2 separate regions of the Gasterosteus aculeatus genome follow, and region 1 is linked to region 2. A link is a contact called in public Hi-C data. All regions are on one chromosome and are shown on one strand. The core of a region is the stretch at or near the end of the contact, and the rest is flanking DNA. Distances in the headings are between cores, read along the strand shown. Region 1 overlaps pfkpa (phosphofructokinase, platelet a). Region 2 has its middle 50 kb from the start of LOC120812113.

What was found. Hi-C and Micro-C count contacts between places; a contact is called where the count stands out from the background.
Region 1: a Hi-C map of skeletal muscle shows a contact between it and region 2, with 2.7 times the contacts expected there. The contact joins two enhancer-like sites. A contact is called at or near these places in 6 of 6 Hi-C or Micro-C datasets (blood and trunk muscle, liver, skeletal muscle and 2 more).

The regions. Positions count from the first base shown.
Region 1 is chr21:9,477,542-9,481,507 of fGasAcu3.hap1.1, reverse strand. pfkpa (phosphofructokinase, platelet a) reads left to right here. Exons shown (of 22, transcript XR_013453975.1): 22 at 1-121. Among protein-coding and RNA genes, the nearest start is that of pfkpa, 18 kb to the left of the region's middle. Within about 2 kb of position 1,492, at least 3 of the 9 cell types and tissues checked have open chromatin away from gene starts, as enhancers often do.
Region 2 is chr21:9,333,500-9,337,759 of fGasAcu3.hap1.1, reverse strand. No RefSeq gene overlaps it. Among protein-coding and RNA genes, the nearest start is that of LOC120812113, 50 kb to the right of the region's middle. Within about 2 kb of position 1,364, at least 2 of the 9 cell types and tissues checked have open chromatin away from gene starts, as enhancers often do.

The DNA.
Region 1 (3,966 bases), core at 243-2,742, 140 kb before region 2:
TTTTCTCGTCAACATGGATGCTTGTTTGTAGGCAGTGCTGTGCTGGGTAGCTGTCACATATAAGTTAGATGTGTAAGACTAATGTTTCCCACGGAATAAAAATCAGACTTGAGAACTATAACCTATTGGTGTCACGTTTTTTTTATTTAACCACTCGATTTCTCATTTCATTTGCCTTAAAGAAGCTCCCCCCTCCTGATTCTATATGGCGTATAAAGTTGTATATTGATAATTTAATTTGTTCGGGAAAAACCAAAGCAAATCCGCACAAATGTGTCTTGCGAAGTTTTCCACAGTTGAGAGTTCTAATGCCCAGTTTTCTTTTGTGTGTTGAGCCTGGAGCGAGGAACAACCAATAAACCCTGATCAGAGACCCGCTGCTGATGTCGGGCTCTTTAATGTGAGCAGGCAGCTGACCCCGCAGGGCTCGCAGGACGTCAGCACAAGAATCTTGAACTAGATTCCCCTTGTGATGGGAAGCCAGAGTGCGGAAATCAAAACGTCCGACGCATGAGGACGACTTTGTCCAGAGCTCGGCTGCAGCGGCACTTGTAGGCGGTTTAGGGGAGACTCACTGAGGCAGGTTAAAGGAGAACTGCATTGGTAGAGACGGGAGGAGACCAACTCATGAAAGATCCTTTCCATGAGCATGAAGATGGTGTTAACACTCAATATATAAAGCATATCACAAGCCCAAGATTTCATGGCTGCACCAGCAGCAGATTAGTGCTTACGGAATGAGTTAGAGCACCGGCTCTGGGGCCTCAGGGGGCCACTGGAGCAGAGCCTCTGTTTGACGTTTAGACAGCTGAAGACAAAGTGACCCAGAGACACAAAAGCGCAGCACTGTGATCTTTGGTTTCCTTTTGAACAACGACAGTCCGACCGTGTTCGTGGGCTCATGAAGAAATGCTTCTTTAATGATCTGTTGCCATTCAGTTGGTTTATGCTAGAACACCGGTGGAGAAATACATGGCGCGCCAATGAAAGCAAAACACACCAGATTTGTATAGTAACATCTTAGATTAAAAAAAAAAAAGTAGTTCAGATCCTTTAGACTTGTGTTCGCCTTTTCCAGTCAATGTAAATATGTGTGCATATATGGGTAAAATGTAGAAGCATCTCTTAAAAAGCTTCCCAGACTCACAGCCAGCAGGTGGCGGCCGCGCGCTGCGTGTGCGCCCGGAGCCCGGGTTCACCGGGTGCATGACGACACGGATTCCCTCCATCAGTCGCCGTCCACTCCTGCGCGGCACAACTCTGCACAGAGCAGATTAGGCGCGTGAGGCCTTGTGTGAGCCGTGCGTGTGTCTGTAGCCGTAATTAGGAATTTATCTTATCATTTGAAAGCAAATTCCGATTTCCCATGGGTGTATTAATTGTGTATACATGTAATTGGGGCTGCTTTTTCCTGCATAAATGCACCTTCCTTTTTTTCTTTTTTTTCTTCTCTGTCTCAACTAGTAATTACATGCATATATGGCCTTGCCGAGGCCATCGCTTAGCGACAGCACGGTGACGTCGAATGTAATTTGAAGCTAAAGCTACCTGAATCACCTTTACTCCCCACGGACCCCCCTGGAATAATTATTGTCCTCGACTTGTACCGGGGCGTTTAATTCAGCCTCACACCCTGGGCACAAAAAGAGGCCCCCCGTCCCTGTAATTTGCTCGGACCCCGATGGGCACATGATTCATTGTGGAGGCATTTTCCTCCGTTGCTGGCTAACGTTACTTCTGAGCATGAAATTAGCAAATTCAATAATTTGGGTTGATTTAAGAATGCGAGAGGGGACCGCGGGGCCACGTGCCCATAGGTAATCAATACTAATTACCATTTCACCCCCCCCCCCCTCTATTTATCCTCCAGAATCACGTGTGGATCTCATCTCATTGGATTGATTAAAGGTTGCAAATGAAGGGTCCTCACTCCCCTATTCTCATCAAAGGCCAAGCACACTCTCGCCAACTTTGTCTTCATTTAATTCTACGTTGTCTTCAGACAAGGCCCCCAATTATAAGCTCGCAGTGAATCTCCATGATGGCTGGCGCACATTGACCTTTTTTCAGATTAAAAGCACATTGTCCTCTCATGGAGTCCCATAGTGTCCAATTTCCCGTCTAATGGACCACAATGGTTGGAATTGTTGCGCTGTAATAAAGAAGTGCAGCAGTGCTAAAATAAGATTACTATAAAGGTATTGTGATAACAACAGCGACGAGAGCCAATAGATGCTGGCTGGCTGAGATTGGAAAAGCAATATTTTTTTATTTATTTTCAAATGAATCACACACATGACATTCACAATGAATATTTATGAATAAATAAATCCATGCAAAAACAAATGAACACATAATACATTCCAGGGGAGAGATGAAAAAGCGCAGAGCAGCAGAAGATATAGATTTCAGATACTGCAGTCCCTGCTGGCGGAAAACGTATACTTTGCAGGAGCTGGTTCCCAAATAAACGAGTGAGTCACATGACCTGTTTCCAGACATTGGACAAGGGATTTGATCCACTTCTCACACACACACACACACACACACAAACACGCACACACAAGAGAAGCTCTGGCTTAAAACAAGCCCAGCGAGTCGCACTCCAATTTGGACTTCCCACAATGCAGCAGGCGAACAAGCGTTATCCTCACACAATTAAGACACCCATGGAGGCTTGGAACGCTCTCAATTCCATTAGCCTCTGTGCTGTTTTCATCTGTCCACTGAGCCCGAACTTACTTATTGGTACAAGTCTGCCGTATTTTGTTGGGGAAGCGATTAGCAGAATCTACATGAAAAGGCAATTCCCCCCCACGTCTTTTCTATCCCCACTGTCACACTTCATTGGGATCAGACAGATCTAAAGAATGGCCTTTGTTCACTAATGAAATTGTCTATGCGTCATTTCCAACGTTAACCTTTGGACGGAAGCCACTTTTGTATTTATCTACTGGTTTCTGCGTTGGCTAAACCCCCCTCCCCAGTTTTCACCAAAGGCCGTGGGCATTGGCTGGCAGTCGGCTTAGAGACCGCAGCTCCACTTTGATGTATTGGAGTTAATATCTTCCTGACATTTCTCAGGACAGATTTTCGTCACTGGATTCATCTGTACTTTTGGGGCTACGTGATGAATGAGTCGGGACATTCATTTTCCTCCCCTCGTCTCCCTCTTCTGCCGAGTAAGGATGTGTGCGTGTAAATATGTATCTACTGGTGAGATGCAGGCGCGTGAATCTCTTCATGAGGTTGGTCCTGCATGACTGTGTGTGTGTGTTCCTTTCGGGAGTCTGAGGCGAGCGTATACTTGTGACATGAAATAGATGGCGAAATGAATGGAACTGACACTAATTTGACAGAGCGCTCACTAACATGCAAAGTCACTCGCACTTCATAATAATATTAACTGTGCATTAACATGCAGGGCTGTCTGTTCCTCCAGATGCCGGGCCGGGCCCGTTGTAGACGGCTTTGAATAGGGGGGTGTCATTGTTTTTAGGGCTGTATGTACAGGTGGGCTGTGTACAGTAATCCAGTGTCTCTCCACAATATATGGAGCAGCCACCCATTGGAAAGCACACAGCTGTAAATAGAATAGAATCAGAATTTTGGTTGACTTTTCTACACTATTGAAGTAATCCGTACATGTACTCCGTACATGCTTCTCCCAATCACTGGTTTTGGCTCTAAAACAGCAGCGGCAATCACAGTCAGCAGTGGTTGACTGTGGGCCACTGGTGGAAAAAAGGGAAAATGCATGCAGTTGAAGAGCAGAAGGTTTTCTATATCGTAAGGGAGCCTATATGGCACTAAATTGTGTTTTCTCCATAAAAGGGAACCCTTCAGTGGACTGTATTTCGTTTTCTCGACTGCCAAAGCAACGTAGAGGGCAGTTCATTATGTTTTCTCCATTGGAAGGGCACCCTAGGAGGCACTTTATCCTATTTTCTTGTCTGGACGGAGATT
Region 2 (4,260 bases), core at 115-2,614:
TTTCGGTCGATTCTTGCCTCCACTCGCCGTCACTGCCTCAGCAACATGGCAGCTGCGTAATTGTCAAACTTCACGCTGGGGGCTGTCAAGCCCTACGTGCAGGCTGGGATTTCAAAAGCATCCCTCCCACATTTTCCCTCCGAAATTTCTCTTCCATTGCGGTCTTTCGTGGAGGCGAAACTGTATCTGTTGCTGTTTGCTGGAAACAAGGAGCGGAGGTGGAATCCGATTGGCCCCTGTGGGGAGCGGCAACATAAACACTAAATGGGAAAGTTTGAGAGCATCCCCCACTCCGCCTCGCGAGCTCAGAGCCAAAGACCGCCTGATCCCCGGGCCGCTTCCAAAGCCATCATTGATTAGGAGAGAACTTTGCCAAATGGAATCTCGAATGAAGTCTACTCATCTGCAGTGTGAGAATGAGTGGGGGGGCGGGGATTGAAAAGTAAAGGGAAGACAGAGAGTGAGAGAGACCATTAAAACAGAGGAGAGCCCCCCCTGGATGCTACTGTCAGCTGTGGGAACCCAGATGAAAGTGGTGCAGCTAAGAGCGCTCTTTGATCGTGCCTTTGTGCGATAAACATCTCGCCATGCCAGCCGTGCTCGGTGCATCGTGCCAGCCCGGCCGGGAAGGTGAAGGGCTTTGAGCGGCCTTCCAGCTCGCCTTTTGCTCAGGACCAGCAGGCGTTTGCCAGAAAGCTGTCTGCAGCACAGACTCACCCCCTCACACACACACACACACACACACATTACACACACATTCTCCAGCTGACTGCTCGCACTTTCCCTTTCAGTCTCTTTTCCCCTCACTTTGTCTTTCTCTCTCTCTCTCTTTCTCCATCTCACTCCCCCAACCCTTGATCTCCTTTTTTTTTAAGTACTCGTTAAAGATGCAACCTCCATTCCAGAGGCGGCTCGCGCTGAGGAACAGGAGTCCTATTTGAACCAATGATCATCAGGTTCTCAAAATTAAAAGTGGGCAGGGAGTTCATACCGTGCAGTTCCCTTTTTTTGGGGGTACTGTGTGTTGTAATAGTAATACGAGCTGTTGAATATTTCATGTTTGGCGCTGCTTTGAAATGGTGCAGGTTTGCGACGTTATGTGTAACAAGGGAGGTATGAGGGAATTCTGCCAAGGCTGCCTGAAATAAATCCTCTCCTCGTCTTTTTTCCTTAAAATATGAGGCAATAGATATAGCGCTCGAGCTCTCATCTTCAGCTTGTGCCTGGACTGTGACAAAGCCATATGGTGATTTTGATTCAGTGAAAAAGAGGACAGGATTTACTCTGACTTCCCAGCTAACGCAGAGAGCCGAGCCTGTGCGTCCGACGAACGGTGGAAGAGGGAGTCGGGGAGAGAGAGGGGAGGAATGCCATGCATGTGTGGGGAAGTGGTTTTTGGCAGTGCTTGAAATTAATGATCTCAACATGTGTTATAGTTGAGAATCAGCAGAAAGCAAAGTGAAGGCAAAAGCACTTGCAGTACAGCCACACGGGGGCCGCGGATCGAGCAACCACAAGGAACTGCGAGACAGAAGCTGTGGGGGGAAAGAAACTTTTGAGAAAGAAAAAAACATATTCTTTTCATACAAAGAGTCAACTTTAATGCTACAAAAGTCTGGAGCTTCACTTCCAGATGTAAAAAGAAGCCGGCGGCCGTGCGAGGACATTTGGACCTTGGCACGGTCCACTTATTTCACAAAGAAACGATTGGTTTTACCGGCTCTGTGGAGCTCAGGGAGAGACGTGCCAATCAGCGTGTGACAGTTAAACAGAAAGCTTTGACACATGGTGATGACGTCGTGCGACACAGCAACTCTTATGGAGTGCATATTTCACGCAGATGGCTGGTTTATGAATATATGGCCCTGGGTTCATGATGCGTGGTTGAGCAGCAATAAATGAGCCTCTTCTGGATAAATATATGCTTTTATAGGCAGGGGAGGGAGCAGAAATGGGGAAGAGGGGCGACTCATTGGAAGTCTGACATCAAATATCCATCGCACTATGAAAAAAACAGGTAATAAATGTGAGAGAAGAAATGGTATCGGAGACACTTGTATTTGATGTTGTCAAAACCTTGTTGCTACAATTTAGGTGATTTTCATGTTTCAACCGCAGCTGAAGGATTGTGTGGGCCATGATGAGGCGAAGGGATTGAGGAGCACCCGGGGTTTGGGTTTAATTTGAGAGCCAAAGTTACACAAGCATGACTTTTATTTGACATTTGGATCATTCCCCATTAAAGTGGACTTGCAATAGAAACGAATGTGAAAAGATCTGTGCTCTTTCAATGCAATATACAGTATGGATGGCAGAATTATACACCAATCGACTTTGCTGATAAAAGGCCAAAGACGTCAGCAATTGAAATAAAAAACTATGTATATTTATTAATATTGGTGGTCAGACATTGCTCTTCTGAATGCTCCGGAACTCCACAAGAAATGAGTGGCACACAAAAGCTGCTACAAACAGAATATAATTAGGTGGAATTGGTTGTAGAAAAGTAAAACAGTACTTTTTTTTTATGTTCGTAGAAGAACTTTTCACATCCTTCCGACCGGCTGAGGAGAAGCGGAAGGAAACCTCACGCTGGCATTCGAATCCCAGCGGTGGCGCAATCGATTCATCTTAAAGACGACGGCAAAAAACATTGAGTGAGATATCACCAACTGTGTCAAAGTGTGAGGGGGGAAGGGTGTGTGTGGGGGGGCGAGGGGGGTGCCAGAGCCCACGAATGCGTATCCAACGTTGTCATTGGCCACTCGCCTGTCTGCCTCGTGGAGAACATCCGCCGCTGACAAGAGGTGAGCCCCGGCTCCTCGCTCTCTCTACGCATCAGTTTTGGATCACTACTCCCAAAATCAGAGCCCGGGGTGGAGGGGGGGGCCCGCATAATGTGACAGAGCCTGTCTATGCCTTTTTTTTTTTTTTTTGATGCCTGAGGAATGCTCAACCAGAGCAACCCCTGTCAGGAAACCTGCCGTGGGCCTAGACACAAAGACATCCAGGAATATGAGGAGGGGGATGAGTCTGAAAGTTGCAACAAAAACTAAAAATGATGGGATAAACAAGAGTGCAGTGAAAAAGAAGGTTGATCCATCAAAACTGTAAAATATACAGCTCATTCAAACGCTATCAGCACATAATAAGACTGCACTTTTCATTAAACTGCCCCAGTGGACCAGCTAAATGTATTCTCAAATAATGGCAGTCAGATTTAATGACATTATGAGCCATTAAAAAGAAAACGGTGACTGATGTTATCATCTCCTTGTTTCACATTGATCGCCATATCTGATATCTTGTTTCATATCACTCCCCGTCTAATGTGGCAACAGCTGTGGAAATCGGAGCCGATGTGCATTGTTAACCGTGTTTATTGTGGTTGTGTAATTACAAAAACTGTTTAATGCGCGATCTAATTCATTAGATTAGTGAAGGGATTGTAAACCTGTAATTGTGAGTCTGCCGTGCTGCTCTACTCGGGCCGTGCTGTTGTAAACAGTGCCATCTAGTGCGCTTCGGCGGTGGTGGGGTGAGTGGGGGGGGGGGGGGGGGCGGGGGGGCCTGGTCGCCAGGCTGGTGGCTGGGAGGGTTGGGGAGGAGAGGAGGCCCAGAGGAGAGGCTGCGTGGGAAGACAAGAGCCTCTGCAGGTTTAAATGAGCTGTTACTTCTCCCACATCTCAGGCATCGAGGTCAGGCGGGCGGTTTGCAACTCTTTGACGATAGACATTTTTCCCTTTTCCATAATTGAGACGACTTGCTTTCAAGGGTCGTCTTGGGTTTGTTCTCTGCATACTAATGGTTAAATCATTTGTATCATCCTATTTTGGAGTTGATAACAAAAGCTGGACATGCAGTGATATTAAAAGTTGGACATGCAGATACGCCTTCGTAAGCAACAGGCGAGGACAGGGTCATCTAGGGATACGCTCCTGCGCGGGGAGATGTAGAGGAGCTGGAAAATACCGCCCATTCCTCAGCTTTTTCACCACGGAAAAAGTTGAAGAACGCGCGACACCAAATTTACTGTCCAATCACACAGAGATCGGTCCAGAGACGTATATTTAGGAAGAATCATCTATATAACCCTCCCCCCCAGAACTGACCTCTGTGTGCTATTTCCTTTCACGGCCATGGCAAAATAAAAGGAAAATATTTGTAAAAACTCCCCACTTGTGTGTAAATGAGATCAAGATGGATAAAGCTCTGGATTCTATGAGGCCTTATGAACCACAACATTTCCAATCCGCAGCT